Regions from separate parts of the Mus musculus genome. Here region 2 is linked to region 1. Evidence: chromatin contacts called from public Hi-C data. All regions are on one chromosome and are shown on one strand. Each heading gives the region's core, a stretch centred on a gene start, on an enhancer-like site or on the middle of the called end of the contact. The rest is flanking DNA. Distances are from core to core; before and after follow the strand shown.

The links. Hi-C and Micro-C count contacts between places; a contact is called where the count stands out from the background.
Region 2: a contact with region 1 is called in a Hi-C map of CD8 T cells, with 2.0 times the contacts expected there. The contact joins two enhancer-like sites. A contact is called at or near these places in 1 of 484 Hi-C or Micro-C datasets (CD8 T cells) and 1 of 115 datasets of contacts at active chromatin or transcription factors (embryonic stem cells).

The regions. Positions count from the first base shown.
Region 1 is chr16:95,167,080-95,169,973 of GRCm38.p6, reverse strand. No RefSeq gene overlaps it. Among named protein-coding and RNA genes, the nearest start is that of Gm31754, 72 kb to the left of the region's middle. Within about 2 kb of position 1,458, at least 19 of the 459 cell types and tissues checked have an H3K27ac peak or open chromatin away from gene starts, as enhancers often do. A contact at or near this core is called in CD8 T cells, where this site is marked.
Region 2 is chr16:95,339,898-95,343,119 of GRCm38.p6, reverse strand. No RefSeq gene overlaps it. Among named protein-coding and RNA genes, the nearest start is that of Gm31641, 82 kb to the right of the region's middle. Within about 2 kb of position 1,514, at least 55 of the 459 cell types and tissues checked have an H3K27ac peak or open chromatin away from gene starts, as enhancers often do. A contact at or near this core is called in CD8 T cells, where this site is marked.

The sequences.
Region 1 (2,894 bases), core at 209-2,708:
AAAAAATGGCTTGGTAGCTTATGCCTATAATTGTACCACTCAGAAAGCAGAGGCCGTTGTGTGGTCTATTGTGAGTCTGAGTTCAAGGTCAGCCTAGGCTACAGATAAAGAGGCCCTATCTCAAAAAACAAAAATGAAAAGAAAGAAAAGAATGAAGTACCCACATAGACACATACACACAAACACACACATGCACACAGATGCACATGCACGTACATTTTACCTGACCGCTGAGAAGCTGTGTGCTCAAAGATACAACACACATGTCTGTCACTATTTATCCCATCTCCTCCTGACCTTGTGGATCACAGCTCCAGACAGACTGTGATGGACCAAAGCCTTCCAGATACACAGGGACCCTCAGCCCAGTCATGCTGAGATCTGGCATTCCTATACCTTTACTCCAGACAGGTTGTCAGGAAGACACTTGAGCCACACAGAGATGCTGCTGGTACCACACCTGGCCTCCATTTCCAGCAAGGAGTACCAAGGTCATGACTACAGATTTACCATCTGGTGAATCTGGCAAAGAAAGCTTCCTGTGACTCCAGGTGACTAGAAACTGAGCCAGAAGAACCACATACCATATTCCTGGTTTGGCTCTAAGCTCAGAACTCAGCATCATCAACGGAGCTGAAAGAAATGGAAACCCTCTGTCCCTCCCCGTACAAGGACAGAACCATCCTTCCTATAGAGACAAGCTATCTGAGTTCACTGTCCAGGTCTCTGTCTGTGATCAGTCTGGCACACAAACATAAATTATGGGTCTCACCAGTGGACTCTGGACACAGTAATTAGGAAAATTTATACAAAGACACCAAGGTGACAATTTTAAGGAGTTCCTCAGAAAACTCTCAGTCTGCCCAGCTGAGGAGGACACAGGTAACGACCTGTTTGGCGACATTAGTTCAAGTATCTTCAGTCTGAGGTGCTCATTTCCAGCTCTCAGCCAGAGAGAAAATGAGATTTAAACAGTATTTAGTGAGGAGGAGGAGGAGCCTCCCCTCAGGTCCAGAGGAAAACATACAGAGAGATGAGCAGCCCAGAGGAGCCATGAGAAACAATAGCCCAGTATGTGATGGGAAAGCAAGGTGTCTTAATCCCCAGGTAGCTTTGGCAGAGTAAGAGGTATTAGATAATTTTAGGAGAGCCGAAGATATTTAAAAAGAACACCCCACATTTTCAGCAAGTATGGGGTGTATTTAAAGATCAAAGCCACTTCCTGGGCTCAAAATATCTCTCTCCACATTCTTGGACTTCCCTCCAGTGTTTGAGGGCCCTTTCCTCGGCGTCAGACCAGCAGTGAGCACACAGTGCAGGATGCCATGGTGGTCCAGGATGAAAGAAGTTAAGGGTCTGGAAGCAGGAACTGTATCTGAAAGCCACTGGGGCCACCAGGTTCAAGAACTCCGCAGAACTGTGGTCAGGAAGTGCCACCACCTTTGTGACTTAGAGTGAGATCTCAGTGAAGACACTCACGGCGGTTTCTTCTGGAGGCCCTGGGGGAGAACCAGTTCCTGCCTCTCCTAGCTTCTGGTGTTTGCCAGTAACATTCACATTTCTTGGCGTGCAGAGACATCCCTTGGTTCTGCGGCTCAGCCAGCCCTAACACCTCCCCCAACCCCTTCCAATACGACTCCAAACCTGGCCCCTTGATAAAGGCACTAGGATCCTGTCTGGACGCAGTGAGTCAGGCGTGACCTCATCCTCCTAATGGAGCTGTGTCTACAGAGGTCCCATTGCCAAATAAGGAACCGTTTATGACCACAGAGGCCTGGGGTTGGGACAAATCTTTTTTGGTGGTGAGATTCAGCTCACAGCTCTGGATGTGTGATCTAAGCAAGGATGTCGGGAAGGAGAGAAGAGATGGGAGGATGTGACAAGTTATTCTGAGGACAGAGTCGACCATCCCTCTCAATAAAACTTTGAATGATGGCGAAAAGAAATGACGTCTGCTAGTTCTGAGATTCATTATATTTATAAATGAGAAAATCGTGCAGTCTACCCGGCAAACATTCTCACGACTGCCATGGTAGCTGTGTGCCAGTTCATGTCAGGAGAGACACCAGCCTACCTCAAATGTAGCCTCCATATGTAAAAGTTCCAATAAGTCCTCACAAGCGAGAGAGTGGGGCGTGAGGAAGGAAGGGGAGACATGAAAGTAGAGAGGAAAGGAGAAAGAAAGGACAGCTAGGGGAGATTTAGACACTTCTATATCTGATTCTAGGGGGTCCACTGAGACCCACATGTCAAGCATCCCTAGAGCGTCTGGACGTTTGAATCAGTGGGAAGATCCATCATCGAAAGCACTGAGAGCCATTGAGGGTCTCAATCGAACAACACACTACTCAGGTGTGTGTGGAGGTAATTCTCCCATTGCTAACATCTGACCCGAGACACTAGAGCTCCCAGTTCTCAACCTTCAGACTGAAGGATTTACACCACAAAGCTCCCTGCTTCTTGAGCCTTCAGACATAGATTTAATTATACAGCAGATTTACTGGGTCTCAAGTTCCCAGATAGCAGATGGGAAGTCTCTTGCTCCCCCTTGGCATGAGCCAGCTCTTATGTTCTCTTGGTTTCCTCATGCTGCTGCAATACATACAACACTTGAGGCTGGTACGTCATGATCAACCTTCTTTCACTTCTCATCGCTCTGGAGCCGGAGTTGGCCAGTGTCAGCTCACTGACAAGCTTGGGTTTTAGTGGGGTTTGCTGCACCTGGGTTGTCTTCTTTTTGGTGACATCCTCACCTGAGGAAATGATTTGTTTATTATTTATTTACATTTCTATCTATTAAAAACAATAAAGTGTCACATGCATTGTTTTCCAAGAACTGTCTGGAGATAAATTGCTAGATCGCAGGAAGCTATCTCACATCCATTTGGAATCTG
Region 2 (3,222 bases), core at 265-2,764, 170 kb before region 1:
TCACTGGGCTTTCCCTATGGGACTTGCTACTCCACTGAATAACAGGGCAGAGGGGCAGTCTCTGAGGGGAAGAGAGCCAGCCCAAGTGGCCCAGTGGTGCTGCCCTCAGGGTTTCCAGTAATAGCAGAGACCAATTCTTTGATGCCCTCAGGAAGAGCATGATGGCAAGACATCTCTGTGGTCACAGACTTGTGGTTCTTCACAAAGCGTGGGTCTGGACTCCCAGCATCCTTCAGTCTGTGTAGGTTCATTCTCTATTGCTCCATCAGACGCCTGCAATTTTAAAGGGCTGATTTCTCTGAGTGAGAGAGTGCGGGTAGAAAGGAGACCTTCGCGTAGTAGAGCACCGTGAAGCTGCGGTGTGACGCTCTCCCACAGAGCCTATTTCCCTGTTTGGATAACGGCAATTTATTATTCCATTGCCTTTAAAGATGGAGTCCATCATTCCGATTAATTTAACTGGGGAAATGTATGCATGTGATCTAATGGAGCAAACAGGCATGGGGAATGATTTTAGTCAGACTGCCCGGAATGGTCTTATTTTAACACAGTACATAATGGCCTCTGCTCACTTAGTAGCCAATTGTTAAACGAGGTGGCCAAGGAAACTGAGTCTGGCCAGGCAGAGAAGAGGCTGGTCCTATCTCTAGTTCTGCTGTAGGCTCCACCCTTGCTCCCAGGTGCCCCCAGCTGAGTCTGAAAATAGGGTCCTGGTTTCTGGGTGTCTGACTATTCCGGGTGGCTTCTGCAGTCAGCCTTGTTATGGACAAGGAAACTGAGGCGACAGGGACTCTCACCTGCCTAAGTCACCACGTCGAAACAGAACATTGACTGGAGGTGGAGTTCTCAGTTCCGGGGCCAGCACCTAACTGCCTTGCCACAGAGCTTTGAACAGTCTGTGAGATGAAAGGGCCCTCTACTGGAAGGGGGAGCATAAAACACTCACAGAGTCCTCACTATAGAGGCTGCGCTTAATCAGACAGTCAGGGAAAGGCTTGCATTGGGAAACAGAAGGAAGACACGCAAAACCCCGGTAAAGAGTGATTACCAGAGGCTGAGATAGAATACATACAGAATTAAAGCACTAGCTCAGTATGCGTAAGACTCTGGCTATATCCCAGGAGGTACAGGAATATAAGAGGAAAAACTGCAGGTAAGGTAGCTCGTGCCTGTTGATCCCAGCATTTGGGCAATGGAAGCAGGGGTATCAGGAGTTCAAGGTCACCCTCTGCTACACAGCAAATTCCAGGTCAGCCTGGCTGGAAAAACTAAGAGTGAGAGGAGATTGGAAAATGACAGAGGAAAAGAAAAGAAAACTGTTAGAGCCTTGAGGTTCCAAGATTGGCGCAAGACACACTATGCCTGCCGGAAACCAGCTTTCTTCCACGGGGACGTCAATACCGCGATGTTCCAGAAGGTGGTGCCAGTGTTTCCTAAACCAGCTCAGCACCTCCGGTAGCACTCTTTACCCTTATCCCATCCTTTGTGGGTAGCTTTGGTTTTAAACAGAAAAAGCCTTCGCCTCAACCCCAGGCTGTGGGGAAAACACGCCCTCTGCTGGCGGACTCAGACCGTGTGTGTGTGTGTGTGTGTGTGTGTGTGTGTGTGTGTGCGCGCGCGCGCGCGTACAGTGCACCCAAGCTGTGCTTTGACAGGAGGATCTGGAGACAGGGAGGTTGAAGGGAACCCAGACCTGGGAGCAAGCCCAACTTCTCTCAGCCAAGGCTCTCTGAATAGATGGTTGTTATTTTAGTCCCTACTGCACAGGCCAGAAATGAAGCTCAGACAGGACGCAGCCTGCTAAGGTGGCAGGCCCATCCAGAGCGAGGCTGGCAAGCCTGGTCTTCCCAGCCTGCTGTCAACAACCCACAAAGCTCCTTGTGTACCCAGTAGTCAGTGCGTTCAGAATGTCACCAGAGGGGGATGACGGAAAAATCCCAGTGCTAATTTGTCTTCGTAGTGTTTGCTTTTGTCCTGAAGGCGGAAGCTGATCCTATTAATTGAGGGTTTCAATTAGTTGCACTCAGGCTAACTCTAGGTTTAGTGCGATCCCTTCCCCTTCCCGATCCCCCAGTGACGAAGTGCCTGTAATCTCCGAGGCTTAATATCCTTTACAGGAACTGTGAATAAGCTTGAGTTTTAGGAAGAGGAAGGCAGTGAAAAAGGAGGCCTCTCATTCCAAGGTCCTTAGTCCCACCCTGCAGTGTCATCCACTGGCTAAAGCTTTAGATGTTAAAGATCAGGCTGAACGTGAAATCTGTCTCTCTGTCTCTGTGTCTCTCTCTCCTCCCTCTCTCTCTCTCTCCTCTCTCTCTTTCTCTCTTTCTCTCTGTTTCTCTTTGTATCTCTCCTCTCTTCTCTCTCTTTCTGTCTCTCGCTTTCTCTGTGTGTCTCTCTGTCTGTCTCTGTCTCTCTGTGTGTCTTTCTCTCTCTTTTCCCTTTCTCGCTGTATCTTGCTGTCTCTGTCGCTCTCTGTGTCTCTCTGTCTCTCTCATCTCTTCTCTCTCCTTTCTCTCTTTCTCTCTCTGTCTCTGGCTCTCTGTCTGTCTCTGCATCTCTCTCATCTCTGTGTGTCTCGCTGTCTCTGCCTTTCTGTATCTCTCTCCTCTTTTCTCTCCCTGTCACATCCTACTTCCCCAGTCTCCCACTCTCTCTTCTCTCTATCCCTTTGTCCATTCCTTCCATCTTAATCTCTTTCCCTCACTGCCTCCTTCTGTCTTCTCTGCATCCTTTTATTTCTTTACCTCTTCCTTCTTCCTAAACTCCTGTGTTCTCCTTTCTCTTCTTTCTCCCATTTCTCTCCTTTCTTCTTCTCCCCTCCTTTCTTCCTTCCTTTGTTTCTCTCTTCCCTCTGTCTGTCTGTCTTTTTTTCTCCAAGGTACTGACTGGTAGGGAAGGTACAGTTACCACAGCTGACACCGAGGAGACCAAAGATTCTTAGAGTTTAATGTGCCCTGAAGGAAGTAGCTTTAAGATCTTATAAAAGACAGACTCGGGTGTGGGCCCAGGGTGAGCCTGAGGTCTTTCTTGTCTGGCAAAAGCTCCTGAATGCTTCTGAGCCAGCAGTCCAGGCGACAAGGCATGTGGCGCTATCAGAGGATGCAGTGTAGTGTGGAGGGGCTAAGGGGCTTCTGACTGTTGTTAATGAAGCCTGGCTCTAGAGGGTAACCAGAGGCTCCATGACAGCTACTTTCAACCAACTTCTCTGAAACCAGCAGCTTT